2 separate regions of the Ovis aries genome follow, and region 1 is linked to region 2. Evidence: chromatin contacts called from public Hi-C data. All regions are on one chromosome and are shown on one strand. The core of a region is the stretch at or near the end of the contact, and the rest is flanking DNA. Distances in the headings are between cores, read along the strand shown. Region 1 overlaps RAPGEF1 (Rap guanine nucleotide exchange factor 1). Region 2 holds the start of RAPGEF1 (Rap guanine nucleotide exchange factor 1).

Region 1 (3,265 bases), core at 725-3,224, 74 kb before region 2:
ACCTCAACCTTGGGGAAAAAACAGGCGGAGACCATGGGGCAAGGCTGGGGGCAGGGACTGGAGGGCTCCTTTTCCTCCTGGCACTCCTCGCTGTTCATAGAAATGTTGGGTGTGAATGGCCCCCAAACCAAGGTGCCACTATGCCTCCACAGCTCTAACACGGCCCAGAGCAACTCACCTGTGCTGAATTCGAGGGTCGCTCTGCACCAGGGGTAAGATGGCCTCCAGCACCTTGCTGGCGGACCCCGGGAGCATCTCCAGGACCTTCTTATCAATAGCCATTTTGTCCACAATGGTCTTAAAGTAGCGCAAGGCACTGACAACTTCCTTCTCTTTCTCCTCCAGCCAGCTCAGGTTCTGAAAGGAAATGTTAAGCATAAGGAGGGAGGAGAGAGATTAAAGGGAGTGATTTTAAAAGAAATGAATAAAATTTCCTGTAGATCACTTTGAAATTGATGCCACTGGAAAGGGCTTCTTGCTGCAGAAACTAAGTCAAATTGTTTCCCTAAGGACTGCAATCAGGATACAGAGGCCAGACTTGGGGCAGAAGAAGGGGCTGGATGGAGAAAAGTAGTTGCGGTATTCCTAAGTCCCTTCCTAGACAGAGACAGACTCGCCCTGGGTCTCCTCCACCACTACATGGAACTATCACCGCTAATCTCACCAAGTACAGTGAGGACTGATTTGCTGATGGCTGTAGGATGCTTGGGTACTGTGCATGTCTATCCAGGAAATCAAACTGAGAAACCCCAGGCCTTTCAAGGTCCTGAGGGCTATGTGAGATTGGTCAGAGGCATTAGTGCTCAAAGCCCATTCTCCAGGACTCCTTGTTAGAATCCCACATTTGACCTGCAGATGCAGTGCCCTCTCAATGAGATGAGATGGCACTCCCAAAGGACCTGGAAGCCCTGGGGTGAAAGGGTGAGGAAGCTGGACAGACAGCAGAAATTCAGGCACTGCTCCTGCCGCAACTGCTAACAGCATCCAGAGTATCTCTGCTCCCGAGTAAAGCTCACCAAGGAAGAAAATAAAAACACAGAGCCCTGGACCTGCCGGCATTCACATTCCCACACCCAAGTCTTTCCTCTTTGACTGTGGAGTACCTTGAATCCATGGTCAGTGGGTAAACACACTCCTTACACTGACCCTGAGGTCAACAACCCAGGTCTCAGCTGGCTGGCAGGGAAAGGGAAACCAAGAATAATTGTTAAGATAGATAAATCCCAAAATGGATAATCCATTCGAGTAGAATCGATGACTTGCCCAGGGCAAATTAAGGATAGTACAAGTGAGGAAAACTTCCACCTATGGGCTCTTTGAGCTCCAGAGACTACATAAACAAAACCCACCAAGAACAAGAAGATAATTTCTTAAAAAAGGAGATTTAAAACTACACAAATACATAAAAAAGTGATACATAATAAAGTGATTATGATTCTGAACACTAGTTCTTTCAAAATAATGAGGAACGTCATTTCAAAGTAAATTTTTAAATAGTGGATTTCATGGGAATATCAAAGAAAAACCATATAAATGGAATTAAGAAGTCATTAGTTCCTTTGTGGGACGACTTTCAGAGCCTTGATTTAGCTCCTCTCAGCTCCTCTCAGAACACCTTCCCCAAAGGTGTTCTGTAGAGCACTAGGGTATCATGCTCCCATTCCCAGCATGGGTCTCTCTGCCCTCACTTTATTTTTCTCTTTTTACCAACTGACACCTTTATTTACTGTCTGTTTCCAAGGGCCAGGCACTTGCTTCTCTAGCTCAAGGCAAGAGCACTCTGCTTTGCCTAGGCCTACCCGGAGCTCAGAGGAACCTCAGTCTGAAGGAATCATGGCGCCGTGCAGACATCAAACATGACTAAAACCACACTGGCTGGTTGGGCAAGAGGATGACAGCCACAACACTGCCATCTCAGCACCTCAGGACTCCTCAGGCGCCAGCATGACGAAACGGGGGGAGGAGGCCGGAAATGTTTTACGAAAATGTGTCCCCAGGTTCGCTAGGGAGAAAGGGGCTGACCTGAAGATGGGAGGCCTCCAGAGCAGCAGGTGTTTCACAACAGAGACTTCTCCTGTCATTCGCAGAGAGATCGAACCGGGCTGCCCTGGGCTCCAAACAGAGGCGTGATACCTCGCAGAGTCAGGTTTCATCCATTAACGCTCCAGCAGATTCCACTCCCTGACTCAGTGGCCTCTGAATGCTATGCATTCCCCCCCGCCCTCCAGCTGTTAAAACTATGGCTTCTCACAAAATGCAGCCAGCAGTCAACAGTTTACAATGAGACACCCAGAAGAAGCACCCCCAGGAACCAGGGACCTGAGGCCAGGGCCTTGGAGAGGCAGGGGCATCCACCTGCACACGGCCTCGTGCGTCAGGGGGTTAGGGGCCACCGTGGCACAGACAGACCTGGAAACCACCCGAGGCCAGTGGTGCTCGGGGAGGCTGTGATCCAAAGGCACCACTGGGCTTCAGGCTCCTCATGTGCAAAATGGGAAGACTAATGCCTGCTCTGGGTGGGCTAAGGAGGCTTGTGGGGGTGCTCGGGGAGAATATTTGTGGAAGCATTTCATAAAATTAAGGGAATAGCAGATTCTGACTAAGCAACCTTGGCCCAGAGCCCACACTTTCTGTATACCAGGAACAGTGAAAGCTTGTGTGTACAGTCAAGGTGAGAAGGAAGACAGCGTGTGATGCCACTCAGGACAGGGCCCGGCACAGGAGACCCACAGGAAGTTGTGGGGGAATCCGAATCTCTTCCTGTCTACCTGAGCTGCAGCTTCCCAGGTAACATCCTGGGAACAATGAGACTATACACAGAAACACTAAGTTGTAAGAGAGTTAGTAAGTCATAGTTAAGGATGACGGCAGATGACAGGCTATGGTAAGATATCTCCAACAGAGTCAGCTACGCTCACACCCTGGCAGGCAGACCCCCAACACCTCTAGTCCTGACTGTGGGCCTCCATGTTTGAGCTCACTCTGGATCATGCAGGTGACAGGGCACGGAAACTCCATCCTTCTTAAAGGGTGATGACCAAGAACCAGGCTGATGCTCTTCCTTGGGGGAGGATCTATACAGCTCCTTCCTAGAGGACAGTTTCTCAGCCACGGCGTGGGCATTTTAGGACAGATGATGCTTTGTTGTGGGGGTTGGGGGCGGTGCTGTCCTGTGCACTGCACAACGCCTACCAGCATCCCTGGCCTCTACCTACCAGACGCCAGGAGCACCTGCTTCAGTCTCCTGGTTGTGACAACCAAAACT
Region 2 (3,168 bases), core at 569-3,068:
GGCCCCCTTTCTCCCGGGAGCAGTGCACTGCGAGATGGCTAAGCCTGGAAAGCAGCCTGTGGGGCTGGAGGGCAGGGGAGGAGGGGAGGTGCTTTTCATTGCGTTCTTTTTGACTTTTCCATGACTTTCAAATTTTTCAATTATCCTTATAATGAGAGAAAACCCTGTTGATGCTGTTTTTTAAAATAAAGCAGCCAAGTTTTCCCCAACACTGTCCAAGAGGCATGGCGCATCCTAAGAAACACTGCACAGATTAATCAGAGGTGCTTCTGAAACAGCACGCGTGCTGGCAGGGAACTCATGGTCAGCAGACTCAGCCCTGCGGCTGGAGAACAATGAGGACACCCAAGAAACAGCACCTGAGGCCAAGGGCGCTGCCTGGAAGGAAAGCACTGGGGCCTCGGCTCCCAGAGCCGGGCATGGGGGCGGGGGACAGCGCCGGCCTGCAAGAAACCACTGAGCCTGTCACAGCGGGACCACATTTGCTCTTACAGACAACCGGTAAGGATTTAATAAGCCCGATGTTTAAGGTGCTCGGCACAGAGCCGGATACACAGAAAACCCTCAAGAAAGGCGGTGAAAACGTCCTTCCTGTACTCAAGCCACAGCCTGCAAGTTACACGGCCTTCTGGGTCCACTTCCGAGGCGCTTCTCAGCAAAGTATCCCGGTTCAACCTGGGAAACCAGCAACGTCCAAAATCAGTGTAACCTGCCCTATTTCCAGTCCCCGAAGAGCCCACCTTCCAGAGCTCAGCTGCAAAGGGGATGACAGGGTATCCGGTTATGACGACCAGTGGTGTCCCCGCTCCGGGAGCCCTGGACCCAGAGATGTGTCCTGCAAGGTGTCGCCGGCTTAATTAAGCCCTGCGCCCCAGGTGCACCGCCCCCGAGTTGCGTCTTTGGAGATTACTATTTCCCAGCCCGGGGAAAACCCAGGTAACCGGAAGGCGAGGCTCTGAGATCTCTAGGAAGACACAAAGAGATGAGGCTGGCAACGAGATTTCTAACCGAACCCCAGACCCAACCGGCTCCCCGTACGCCCCCGCTTCCAAGGGCTCAGCCTGAAACCGGAGGAAAGCTCGCCCGCGCCCTGAAAACGCCCAGGGACACATCCTGCCCCGCTGCCTTTGAAGCCTCCGAAGTGGAGACGTCTGGTTCAATTTAAACTCGAGGCTCCTCAGAAATGACACATAGATTGTGGCTCGGCTCCGTCACCGCCTGAAGGACGGCCGCCCGCCGCCCGGCCACTGGGACACGCGGTCCCTGCCCGGGTCCCCGGCCCCTTGTCTCAAAGTTCACGCCGCGGGCCGAGCGGCGCGCCCCGGCCCGGCCCGGCCTCCGGGCCCCCGGCCCCCGCCCCGGCCGCGCCGGCCTGTGGCCCCGGGAGCGCCGCGCGGCCCGGCCCCGCCGCCCGAGACGCGCCCCGCAGGCCCAGGGGCGCTTTCGCCCCCGGAGCCCGGCCGCGCACCTCACCTGCTTTCTCGATCTTGCCGGACATTTCCGGGCTGCGCCGGAGGCCGAGGCCGCCGCTCATCGGGCCCGGGCCGGGCCGCTGCGGGCGCCACAGGCCGGCGCGGCCGCCGCTCGCCTCGGCCCTGGCTCGCCGCGCCTCAGGCCCGCGCCGGCATGGTGGGCTCCGCGGGCCGCGGCCTGTGCGCTCGGCCAGCGGCGCCCCAGCCCGCCCGGGGGTGCCCGCCGCCGCCGCTCCGCCTCTTCTGCTCCCGCCGCCGCCGCCGCCGCTTCCCCGGGCCCGCGAGCCGGCCGCAGCGCCGCGCCGCCGCCCGCCCGCCGGCCTCGGCCGCGGCCAGAGCGCCACCTGCCGGGCGCGGCCTCCGCGCCGCCGAGGAAGCAGCGCCCCCTGCCGACCCGGAGCCGGCCGGAACTTCCCGCCCGGGACGCAGCGCCCCCTGCCGACCCGGAGTCTCCACGCCACGGCGAAGGACCGGCCCCTGGCCACCAACCCACACCTGGGCCTCCGCTGCCCGCACGCACGGACCCTCGACGCCAGGGCGAGGGGTGGCATGGACCACCCGGGACTCAGCCTCCTCTGCTGTAGAATCAGACTCTCCAGCTCAAGGCTTGAGTCTGATCCCAACCAGGCTCAGCTTGCCCTGCTGACTTGCCCCCCCTCGCTTGGAACACAGGGCTCCCACCCAAACTCGTGTCTCCACACCAGGGCCTGTGACTGACCCCACCCGCATCCAGAGGCCCCTGCTGGCCCATAGTCCATAGGCACACAGTGACCTCCTGCCTGCTCTATTCACTTGACCCCCAAATGTGGACCAGGGTCCCTTCCAGCCTGGACTTCTGCTGGGCCTTTTCTAAGCCCAGTGGTTAGTTCAGTAAAAGTGATTAAGAATCAAAGAACCTATTAGGCCTACAAAAATGTGCACAATCACTTATTCCCTCCAAAGACTTTATAACTTGGAGAAGCAAAGTTAAATCGGATAATGCAAGTATAAAACATTTTAGTAACACAAAGGGTGTTCACATGTGACAAAATCTCCAGCACCTCGCTCACTGTCCTTAGCCCAAGATGAAAGAAGTACAAAGAAGGATGAATTCAGCTTTCCCCCATTTCCCTCAGGTACAGTGAATAATCTGGAGATGGGAACAGAGTCTGGAAGGGGAGCACAGAGAAGAAATGATATTAATAATAGACATTGCAAAGAGTCTTATTCACCTCTCCCTGCACCCTCTGGCAGGCTTGCTGATTCTGTAACTGAGAGCTGGCCTTAGGTAGCAGCCAAATTTCCAGAGTCATCAGTGCCAGTTCTCTAGAGGTCAAAGGCAAAGCCAAAGATTAACACATTCATCTCTCTTTTCCAGCTGATGAACGGCTGCTCTGAGCCAGGGTGGGACGGCTCTACTCTCTCGGCAGCTGCAGCACCAGGCAGAACTGACCCTTGGCCCCAGATCCCCTCCCCCATGCTCCCAAAGCTGTCCCCAATCCTTCTAGGTTTCTGAGTCAGTCTTTTAGGTCCAAAAGTCTGTGTGCAAAGCAGAAAATTAGTCTGAATAGCTGGCCTGGTCAGGGTTCATGAGAATGGAACCAAATATTAATATATTTAATAAATTGACACATCAAACAACAAAAGGTTTTCAAACAATAAAGTGCTTTACAAATGGACATGACTGTAAATAAGGGTCATGGAGTTTATTTAATAA

The links. A called contact is a pair of places that touch in the nucleus more often than the background predicts.
Region 1: a Hi-C map of liver shows a contact between it and region 2, with 4 times the contacts expected there. The contact joins the enhancer-like site here to the promoter of RAPGEF1 in region 2. A contact is called at or near these places in 7 of 16 Hi-C or Micro-C datasets (blood, liver, mesenteric adipose tissue and 3 more).

What each region holds. Positions count from the first base shown.
Region 1 is chr3:5,159,475-5,162,739 of ARS-UI_Ramb_v3.0, reverse strand. RAPGEF1 (Rap guanine nucleotide exchange factor 1) reads right to left here. Exons shown (of 23, transcript XM_042248042.2): 3 at 179-357. Among named protein-coding and RNA genes, the nearest start is that of RAPGEF1, 74 kb to the right of the region's middle. Within about 2 kb of position 1,974, at least 3 of the 54 cell types and tissues checked have an H3K27ac peak or open chromatin away from gene starts, as enhancers often do. A contact at or near this core is called in liver, where this site is marked.
Region 2 is chr3:5,085,389-5,088,556 of ARS-UI_Ramb_v3.0, reverse strand. RAPGEF1 (Rap guanine nucleotide exchange factor 1) reads right to left here and starts at 1,818. Exons shown (of 23, transcript XM_042248042.2): 1 at 1,474-1,818. The coding sequence starts at 1,534.